2 separate regions of the Bombyx mori genome follow, and region 1 is linked to region 2. Evidence: chromatin contacts called from public Hi-C data. All regions are on one chromosome and are shown on one strand. The core of a region is the stretch at or near the end of the contact, and the rest is flanking DNA. Distances in the headings are between cores, read along the strand shown.

Region 1 (5,478 bases), core at 901-3,400, 49 kb before region 2:
GGCGCGCAAACACCTCCGCCGTTAGCCCCATCACTCTCTTTGGCCAGCCCATACCGTGGGTCTCGAAGGTCAAATATCTAGGCGTCACCCTCGACAGAGGGATGACATTCCGTCCCCATATAAAAACGGTACGCGACCGCGCCGCGTTTATTCTAGGACGACTCTATGCAATGCTTTGTAGTCGAAGCAAACTGTCCCTCCGCAATAAGGTAACTCTCTACAAAACTTGTATACGCCCCGTTATGACGTATGCAAGCGTAGTGTTCGCTCACGCAGCCCGCACCCACTTGAAATCCCTTCAGGTTATTCAATCACGATTCTGCAGGATAGCCGTCGGAGCGCCATGGTTCCTTAGGAATGTGGATCTCCACGATGACCTGGAGCTCGACTCTCTTAGTAAGTATCTACAGTCGGCATCGCTGCGCCATTTTGAGAAGGCGGCACGACATGAGAACCCTCTCATCGTAGCCGCTGGAAATTACATACCCGACCCAGTAGACCGAATGGTAAACCGTCGACGTCGCCCAAAGCACGTCATTACGGATCCTCCTGATCCATTAACGGTGCTTTTAGGCACCACAAGCACCGGTCACCGTCCTCGTCGAACCCGTCGCTTGCGACGAAGGGCTCGACGAGCGAACTAACCCATAGACACAGCCCACTGAGTTTCTCGCCGGATCTTCTCAGTGGGTCGCGTTTCCGATCCGGTGGTAGATTCTGCGAAGCACTGCTCTTGCTAGGGTCAGTGTTAGCAACTCTCCGGTTGAGCCCCGCGAGCTCACCTACTAACGTTAGGGCGAAGCTGAAATAGCCTCTCAAGGCTATCAGCATAGGTAGGGAAAAAAAAAAAAAATGGCATTACAGTGGCAAGTGGAAAGATTTTTAAAAACAACGCCATCAACAATTAGAGTATGCATAGGGACTAAATCAAGAAGGAGAAACACTTCCTACGTGTTAGTAATAAAAATAAGTTGAGATTGCTTTTGGGTTTTGATGTTATATTTATTAAATTTAAATAAGATCTTACAACTAAAACATAAAAACTACAAGAATCAATTCAATTGTACCATCAAGAGATGGCTCTGAAATAAAATTCATTATCAAATTCCTGTCACTCTACGAATAAATAATTATTTATTCGTAGCTGTCACTAGATAATTTCATAATTTCATATGCATATGGCTAATTTCATGAATGAATCAAAAATATTTTGTAGCCATTAGCCACTTAAACCACTATGCTACTAGCCAGTACTAGCCGCTTTTTTAAGGGATTTTATGACCTAGTAACTGAGACCTTTAAGTCATGTATTATTTTAACATATATTCATATTTTTATGAAAAATGATATTATGAAGTGAAATGAAATGAAGATGATTAATTTGAGACATTAATCAACTGTGATGAATTTCATCTGAAATGAAATGGCATGAAATATAATCTCAGTAAAATGGTGGTCATTTACTAAGACTTTTTCACTGGACTTTTTGGAGGATCTCGAGAAGTTACGTCCAGCGGCTTTGTTTCATTTTCCCACATTTGTGCACTTTCACAGATATTAAACAGTTAATAAACCACTATTATTTTATTATTTAAATTATATTATATTATTTAAACCCTAAGAAACACTAAATAGACAAAATAAAACAAATCACACAACTTCACTCCTCGCGTTCCCGCCAAAAAGTCCTACTAGCCTCTTCTTTTTATAAGAGATTTTATGACCTGGTAACTAAGACCTTTAAGTCATGTCTTATTTTACTTTATATTCTTAATTTTATGAAAAATGATAATATGGAGTGAAATGAAATGAAGATGATAAATTTGAAACATTAATCAACTGGGACGAATTTAATGAAATGAGATGATATGGGATGAAATATAATCGCAGTAAAATGGTGGTCATTTACTGAGATTTTTTCAGTGGACTTTTTGGAGGAACCCGAGAAGTTACGTCCAGCAGCTTTGTTTCATTTTCCCACATTTGTGCACTTTCACAGATATTAAACAGTTAATAAACCACCATTATTACACATTTAAACCTGAAGAAACACTAAATAGACAAAATAAAACAAATCACACAACTTCACTCCTCGCGTTCCCGCCAAAAAGTCAGTAGCCTCTACTGAACTACTAACCATAGATTATACACATTATTTGAGAGAGAGTACATTATAGAGTAGCGAAGCAACTCAATCGTCATAACAATTTACTGACGTCATACTCATGTTCGCATCACCGCACCGAGTCAACACGACCCGTGATCGCGTGGTAATTTGAAATTTCGTATTCGACGAACGTATTCGACGGTGTATCGTCGTACGGAATGTGAAGTGTGTGACAGTAGCGCACGAATCGTTCGCAATGAATCGTGAAAGAGTTACAAATATTGCCGCCGTGTATTAAACTTGTACAAATAAAGTGAATAAGTTCAGAAACCAGAGAAAATTGTGAATTTTGTAATAACAAAACAGTAATAATAGTGTTATTGGATTCTTTTAGTTCTGTGGGTAAGTTGTGAAATAAAATGCGTTTTATTTAAAGCTATAATTTTAATAATTTAATACTGTAATGGAAAACATGCCGCTGCACTTGAACGATTTTAACCACTTATGATCAGTTAATGATGTTTGCTTTTTGTTTTTGTCAGCCAATAATTCGTGGTATTTTTCATTTACTATAAAAATACTAAGGTTTTCATTACGGGGCCTATTTTATTATACAGTATTATTTATGATAAGTTGCAAATTAGTATTTATACTTTTATTTATAGAAATTAACCAGTGATATAATTTTGTTTTTGTGTTGTTTTTCAAATAAATTGCTCCGTGCGTCCTAAAAAAAAGAATGATTCACTTCCTACCATTCCTAGAACTGTTAAAACAATAGCAACTTCTGTTAAGTTTTCATTCCTGGATTTTTCTACTTGCTTTTATTTTTAAGCTTCTTAAATTTAAAAGGTTTCGGCACCAAATGGCTAAACTCGGAAATCTAATTGTCTTATTCATAACCAGCAATTAGATCTGTAAGAAGACAGTATTTTGTCTATGATTCACAATAAAACTGGTTGTTTTTATTATAGTTTTACTGGTTTAGGTATGTACGTCTTTGGAGCTCCACATTGCTTAATATTACTGCTTCTCGGCAGTAATGCGTTACGTTCTGGTTTGAAACGCGCGGCAGTCGTTGATGTCTACGGGCTCTGGTAACCACTTTACATCAGGTAGACCGTGATCTCTTTAACCCGTGCAAGTAATATTAAAAAAACAATAGCCGTAACATATAGTCCGAAGAAAAGAAAATACTTTTGGCGCTAAATTAATAAATATTCATCTATATACATATATTCATTTAAGTAGTACTTTTTTTGCTATGACGGGCAGGCGATTTAACAGAGAAGCCTCCTAATTAAGAGAATACTGTTTTGCCCACATTAAACTATAACGTTAAATTTCCGAATAAATCAGTACCTAAATAGGCTACTGTTAATTTTTAGGCCCAACACCTCAATCCTACTAATATTTTGTATCACTTATTTACTAATAGTAAGTACTCTTTGGACTTGAGTGTTTCTAAATTACGAATCACGTTTAAGAAAATTTTCGGTGAGACTCGCGCTTCTAAATTCCGTGTGTGCGGGCTTAGATTCAGGTGACCTCTAGAGGCGTTATCTAATCATAAACCGAAGTATTCGAGAAATTGAATTTTTAAGATCGAAATATAATTTTGTACTATAATATTTTATACTATTTAAAAAAAAGCGCTTGTGGTATCCGCAAAGCTAATTAAATTTCTATTATCACAGAGAATAAATCATTAGTTTTAGTTTGTGTTTTACAATTAAATTAATAAATAAAAAACTCAAATTTAATAAATAGGAAGTCAGACGCACCGTCAAATATAATATTATAATAAATGCTTTACGTTATATGGCCGATGTGAGCGTGCGTAACACATTGATCTTTAATTAATCCAATTAAAATCGCCGATTAGAAATCTCAACTACAAATTGTCGGTAAGCTTGTCACCTCATCTATGTTAAGGAAATTCACAGCTGACCAAATGTGCTATTCCAATGGTGAGTAACAAAGTAGACTCCACCTGTCCAGCTAAATAGATTAGAAAATGCTAGGTGTCATGTTAGAAGACCTACATTAAACAATCCCTCAATAGAATCACCAGGTCTTAAAGAAGCCGTACAGTCACGCATTGTTCTCGCTTGCAGAGATAAGAAAATAATAATCGATATATTTGCGATATATAAATATCGATATGTTCTTGGCGATATATTATCGCTTTCAGAGACAGGAAAATAAATATCGATATGTTTGCTAAGATGTTCTTGGCGATATATTATTATACAAAAATAATATAAATATCGAGGGATGAAAAGCTATTTGGATTAAGCGACATTTTTGCAATTTTACCGAAGAGCCATTTAATGTTTAAAATTTGGAAAAAATAGGTATCATGCCAAAAAAGTTTTTTGTTGAAAATTGAAGTTCAATTAAAAATATTGAACTGTTGATGCAAATCTATACAAATAAATAAAATTGGAGTGTCTGTTGGTAATATTAAATAACCGATTTTTACTAAATTCATATGTATGTACCTAGTCAGGTCATAAATTCTGTCACATGTTTAATGTAAAATAATTGAAACAAGTTTATTCATTATGTAACCATTCATATACCAAAATGAACTTAACAAAACATAAATTCTTATGACACTAAAGTTTATTCAAAATGACCTCCGCGATTTTGAATACAGGCCTTCAATCTGCGCGGCCAGTCGTCTATCGCAGCACGAACGAGGTCCATGTCAATATCGGCGGCTGCCTTAATCAAGGATGTCTTGAGTGACTCCAAATTGGGATGAGGCTTTGAGCACGCCTTTTCCTCCAAGTGTTGCCATATCTTGTAACGGATTCAAATCTGGACTGGAGGAGGGCCAGTCTTCGTGCCGGATGAAGTCGATTTCACGCGCCGCCAGCCAGTCTTGTGTGCTCTTCGCTCTATGAGCTGGCGCCGAATCTTGTTGGAATACCCAGTGCCTGTTATTGAACATGGAATGAGAAACAGGTTCCACAAGATTCGTCAGGACTGTATTTTGATACACAACTGCATTCGTTTTTACACCTTTCTCACAAAAATGTACCTCTGTTAAGCCCCAATAAGAAACTCCCAACCATACCATGAGCGAGGAAGGAAAATGACCTCGTTGGACACGCGGAATACGGTTGCTCGCTTCTTCACTACTGTGTGCGTACACCTTATCATTTTGTTTGTTGTAGCTCTCTTCTACGGTAAAAATTTTTTCATCCGAAACAGAATTTCCCGATATTTTTTTCCCGTGTACCGCTTCAACAAAGCGCGGCATCTCTTCAGTCTCAGGTCCATTAGACGAGCATTCAAACGATGTCCTGTTTTTCTTCGATATGCCCGAAGCCCTAAGTCTTCATTTAACACCATTTTACCGT
Region 2 (6,097 bases), core at 2,369-4,868:
GAGTGAATGCATGACGACGCTGCAGAGTAAACCCATAGGCGCGGAAATGAAGGCCATGGTATCCGCCAGCTCAGCCACCATCACGGGCAACATCAAAAAAGTCCAAACTCATGGACAGATCATCGTTCACCAGTACAGCGATGTGCTTAGGTCAGTATAAATGTAAATTAACCAAACAATTAAACACATCTTCATAAACTTGTTCCTTATCTAACCAACGCTTATTAAACCATCGAAGCGTGCTTATAAGGTAATCACCAATCGTTCAATTTGTACTACTCAATTATTTACATAACTTTCACTTTTATGTAAAGTAATAGTCGATTTTCTAAATGTTTGTACAGACAAATCGAAGATTCGAAACCGAGCGAGGAACAAATATGTTTGTTGGTCGCAAACATCAATGAGTTCGTATTAGCTCACAGCATCACGCTGAACACGAAACCGCCCGGGGAGACTCCCGAGAGATGGGACAAGATAAAGAAGTCGCTGCAACTGTATTTGCAGAAACTAATAGACATAGGGGAAGATGTAAAGATCGAACTAAACGAAAGCAACGTCGAGTGGTACTTGGTATTGAAGCATCTGGACACTTTGATTGACATATTCTTGGAGACTACGAAGGCTGTTTTAATTCAGCAGATGAAGGTAAGCTTAATTGGTCCCAGGTTATCTATGTAACTGTAAACAGAAAATGCCACGGGCTAAGTCTTGGGTAAGTGCTATTGAGGGACCTATTAACAAAAAGCCCCCACACTTAGTAGCAATTCTCAGTTAGCGTCGACCATACTTTAATTATCATCACTATTATTATACGAGCGCCATAACCCCGGGTTGACCAGTCAACCAATAGTCAGGATTTAAGGGTCCGCTGTACACATTCCCGAAGGGGATTGCGCTAACTTTATCCGGAACTTCGCGTAACAAGGATAAATAGGCATTAGGCAACATGGAAACGTGCGTTTGGAATGCCTACTCAAAACAGTCTTCGTGCGTTAATTGGTCCATATTGTAGCGGGAAATATTGAAAACCAGAATGTGTAAAGTCCAATATGAATCATGACCGCAATGACCTCGATCTAACAATAATACCATATGAAGCGCAAACAATAACAACATTTTTCAACTTGTATATTTGTCTAGTATTTAAACAAGCAGCTTCCAAAGTAATTGCGCCATTGGATGACAATGGACATATTTAGACAATTATAACCAACTAAACACGTCATAATAACTGATCTCGACCGCTTTAAACTACCAGGACTTGGCCAAGTTAAAAGCCCATCATAAAGTAATCCTTATAAGCCGTGTTTGTAGAATATGCCATAGTGCTTAGGTTAACACCTTTGAGAGGTTCATTTTAGAGTTTATATAAAAAGTGAATCCACCTTGGGAGGTATAAGATAATGCCATTTATATAGTAACAAAAAATATATTAGGCCTATAATAACACGGGACTTACAAATGCCCTAGCTTTTCGTTGGCAATGCCAATTTTACCCAGCCACTGTGATAACCACTCAACTGAGTTTTACTCAAAAATACTACTTATTTTCCAGACTTTAGTGTCGATAATAGAAGAACCTCCATCGGACATGATCCTGAAGAGCACGCTCACTTCCATCGGGCACTTGGCGATGCTAAGCGAGCCGACCGAAAGCTCTCTTCACGAGAAGTGCTCCAAAATAATGAAGAGCATAACAGAGCTTCCGTTTGTTGACTGCGCTGTACCGAGAGCTTTATTGACAGCGATTATTGAAACAAATAAAAGCTCGATAAAAGCTTTGAGTTTGAGAGCTTTGGCGACCGTGTGTGTGACAGGAGACGCCGTCAAACAATTCGAAGAGGTACATATTTTATACGCAATTTATTCATAAGTCAATAATATTTTGTAAATTAAACTTTCCAACAGGTATTTAGTTTAGGCATAGGCACGATTGCAACTATTCAAACAAATAAATATATTACAACTGGTTCTAATGCTAAGATATTCAGATACACATTTTTTTAGACAAGCTACTTCAAATTATTTCTATTATAATGTTAAAGCATTAACAAAACCGTGACCCAACTTGAGACATGAGGTCGAAGTCTCAAATATACAAATCATATACATGGCAACCCTTCAAAACGGAACGCGTGACGCATAAATATGCAGTGTGGTGATATCTACCTGTATGCGCTTACAATACGTCCTATTTGCTTATAAATATGTTTAAATTATTATACATACTAAGTTATAGTATTATTACAGTATCAGTATATATTAAATTGGCTGTGTACATCATTATACCTTTATTATAAAGAGTGCCATCAATATTCTGGCCTATCTATACTAATATTATAAAGAAGAAAGATTTGTTTGTTTGTTTGTATTGAATAGGCTCCGAAGCTACTGAACTGATTTGAAAAATTCTTTCACTGTTTTGAAGCTACACTATTCCCGAGTGACATATGCTATAATCTTTTTTAAAAAAAATTAAGGATCCTTACTAAAACTCCAATAATGTAACCCAAGGTGTAAAAAAAATACCTAAAATATTCTTTACATCGCGTGCCCTGCGAAAACTATTGATGATAGAATAAAATAATGTACTACGACTTTGTGGAACACATTATTATTTACAAAAAGTATAGCGACAGCATGTGTCTAACTATTATAGTTGCCCCGCAATAAGTGTTATTTTATTTTAAAAAATAAAACAACGTCAAATATCGTTGAAATTTTTGTCAAAGACCCGAGCGGAGCCGGAGCGGGTCGCTTGTCGATTATCAATACAAGCTTCAATAATTATTAGCTCGGTTTCAAATGACTCATATTTAGTAGACGCAATAAATTTCCGGGTACAATAGCCATTTATACATTACTCGTTTCCATTTATACATTACTGGTGGTAAGACCGCTTGTGAGTCCGCATGTAGGTACCACCTCCCTGCCTATTTCTGCCGTGAAGCAGTAATGCGTTTCGGCTTGAAGGGTGGGGCAGCCGTTGTAACTATACTTGATACCTTACAACTTATATCTCAAGGTGGGTGACGTATGTACGTTGTAGATGTCTATGGGCTCCAGTAACCACTTAACACCAGGTGGGCTGTGGGCTCGCCCACCCAACTAAGCAATAAGTAAAAAATATATTTAAATAATCAATTTTAAGCAACAAAAAAAATGTCTTCGAAATTGTATATTATGTAACTCGAAAAAAAAAATGATTCGTTAACACAAACATATACTTCTATAAACTATCCGTTGTTATATCGCTTTTTTTTCCTACCTAAGCTGACAGCCTTGAGAGGCTATATCAGCGTCGCCTTAACTAGTAGGTGAGCTCACGGGTCTCAAACCTAACGATTATATCGCAGCGTTCATCAACCCATCGCTTATCCGCAGGGTGGTGGTATTGAGATAATATCAGACATTCTCTCGGACCGGTCGAACCCGGAGCCGCAGATGCGCGAGGCGATCACCGTGCTCACTCAGATCACGGCGCCCTGGCTGAGAGGACATTACGATTTGACTCAATTACATTTATTCTTGGATAAAATCGTTGAAAACATTACTGGTGAGTTTAGATTTAATTTGAAGTTGAACGCCATCTGGTGAAAATTATTTGTAGCTATTAATGTATTTTTGAGACGATAGATGTCGCTACGTAAAATAGTTCAAATCGGACCAGTACTTCCTGTGATTAGTGCGTTCAAACAAACCCTTCAGCTTCATAAATTAGTATAGACTAGTGGTCCCTCTGTAGTCGAAATTCGAGTATAATTAATTGAGACTTAAACCTTAACTTAAACATAAATCAGAAGTTATACATAACTTTTAACTTTATTATGGTTCTATTGTCAAAGACCTTATATAATACCTAATCACAGATTTCGCCAAGACTACACTATATACAAATACTAATAAAGATAAGTTATATTAAACTATTCTCAATTTGACCAGACTTTAATGCAATGACAAAAGTTTGACTGTAAATAAAGGGTATATATATGTATGTGTGTCAAATACATGGTAGTGTGTGTAATGTTTTTTTTGTTGAATTATTGTATTATTTATGCATATATTTTTTTAAATATTAACATTCTGCACTCCTTCTCTATATTCTCTATAAGTGTGGGAAATTTCATACTCCTCCGTCCGCGCAATTTACGTAAAAAGGGGTACAAAGTTTTTGCTTCACGTATTAATATATAGATAACAGAGTCGAAATTACCAAATCATTTGTTTCGCTCAGGTATCTTGTCTCGCACCGATTGCTGCCAGCTACTGTTGCTGTGCACGGCCTGTCTCGTGAACTTGGTACGAGAGCTGGAGGTGGAGAAGCGAGACGGCGACCGCACCAAGTCCGACATCGTGGAGGTGATGGACAAACATCACACCGTCGAGAGGCTTCTGGACGCGGTGAAACGAAGGGGACCTTACATATCCGTGTTTTTGCAAGTGAGTATTTTTAACTATATTTCTGAGAAATTCACAATTAATTCTACTTAGTTTATAAATGTAAGAAATTATTTAAATTTTATTATAAATCATATTTTATTTATTTTTAGGAATATATAAATTCTGAAAGGTACAACGAAGTAACAAATTATTGGCTTTGCTGGAACTAACGCGAAATGTAGTACTACTTTTATACACTTGCTAAATTTTGGCAAGTGTGATGAAGAGCTTGGCGCGTAAATTAACCCATAGACACAGCCCACTGAGTTTCTCGCTGGATCTTCTCAGTGGGTCGCGTTTCCGATCCGGTGATAGATTCTGCGAAGCACTGCTCTTGCTAGGGCCGGTGTTAGCAACACTAAAATAGGTAGGGGAAAAAAATTGAAACGGTAGGAAAATTGTAATCTTTGTTTAGGTATGTATATGTTGGTCTAATTTTTTTTTACTTTTTTTTTCCTACCTAAGCTGATAGCCTTGAGAGGCTATATCAGCGTCGCCTTAATTATTAGGTGAGCTCACGGGGCTCAAGCCTGACGACGTTGCTAACACGAACCCTAGCAAGAGCCGTGCTTCGCAGAATCTACCACCGGATCGGAAACGCGACCCACTGAGAAGATCCGGCGAGAAACTCAGTGGGCTGTGTCTGAGGGTTAATTTACTCGTCGAGTCCTTCGTCGCAAGCGACGGGTTCGACGAGAACGATGACCGGAGCTTGAGGTCCCTAAAAGCACCGTTAGTGGATCGGGAGGATCCGAAATGACGTGTTTGGGGCGATGTCGACTGCTTTCCATCCTTTCCGCAGGATCGGGATTTTTTTAACAACCTACATGAAATGACATTGACGTCTATGTGACATTGACATTTATCCCGTTGCCTATCCAGGAGCAGACCGCGTCGCTGGTGTCGGTGCTGGCGGGCGTGCCGCGCTGCGTGCTGGCGCTGAGCCGCGCGGGGCGGGTGTGCGCGGCGCTGGTGTGCTTCACCAGGTCGCCGCCCTCGCCGCCCGCGCGCGCCGCCGAGCTGCGGGCGCAGACCCGCCTGCACTGCCACGCCACTGAAGCCATCGCTAGGTGAGTACAACGTACCCGCTTACAAGCACTGCACTGCACTCTTGCTAGGGCCAGTGTTAGCAACATCGTTAAGTTTGAGGCCCGTGAGCTCACCTATTAGTTCGATGAATCTAGAATATCCCCCGAGGTTACTAGAATAGGTGTTGGAAAAAAAACACACACACAACCACACCTCCACTTATTTCGTTTGTCACCTAATATCGATTATTAGATATCGAAATCGATATTTTTTAAATTTCCATTAACAACTAGAGCATAGTTTGAAAATTATTACAATCAGTATCGAAACGTTTCTTTACGTTTATTTAGGTTACTTTACGTTTATGTACATTTATAATAATAAATAAATAATAAATAAATAAATAAATATTTACTAACAATCATCTAACAATCAATCTAACATGACAATCATCTAACAATCAATCTAACAATCATAGAACGTGTGTATATCTGGTATTTTTTGAGACTCTTATACGCACAAGGCAATATTGCATTTATATTCAATGAATAGAAAACCTTTATTCTAATTTTAACTATTATTGAGATTTTAATCTACTATTTAAAAGTCTGTGGAATTCTGGCTA

Evidence for each region. A called contact is a pair of places that touch in the nucleus more often than the background predicts.
Region 1: a contact with region 2 is called in a Hi-C map of posterior silk gland, with 2.2 times the contacts expected there. The contact joins the promoter of LOC101741429 here to the enhancer-like site in region 2. A contact is called at or near these places in 5 of 7 Hi-C or Micro-C datasets (posterior silk gland, an unstated tissue and whole pupa).

Annotation. Positions count from the first base shown.
Region 1 is chr14:9,185,077-9,190,554 of ASM3026992v2, reverse strand. It overlaps LOC101741429, which reads left to right and starts at 2,150. Exons shown (of 10, transcript XM_038015247.2): 1 at 2,150-2,509.
Region 2 is chr14:9,136,777-9,142,873 of ASM3026992v2, reverse strand. LOC101741429 reads left to right here. Exons shown (of 10, transcript XM_038015247.2): 4 at 1-150; 5 at 345-648; 6 at 1,559-1,846; 7 at 3,388-3,559; 8 at 4,238-4,443; 9 at 5,326-5,513. Among protein-coding and RNA genes, the nearest start is that of LOC101741293, 11 kb to the right of the region's middle. Within about 2 kb of position 3,618, at least 4 of the 8 cell types and tissues checked have open chromatin away from gene starts, as enhancers often do.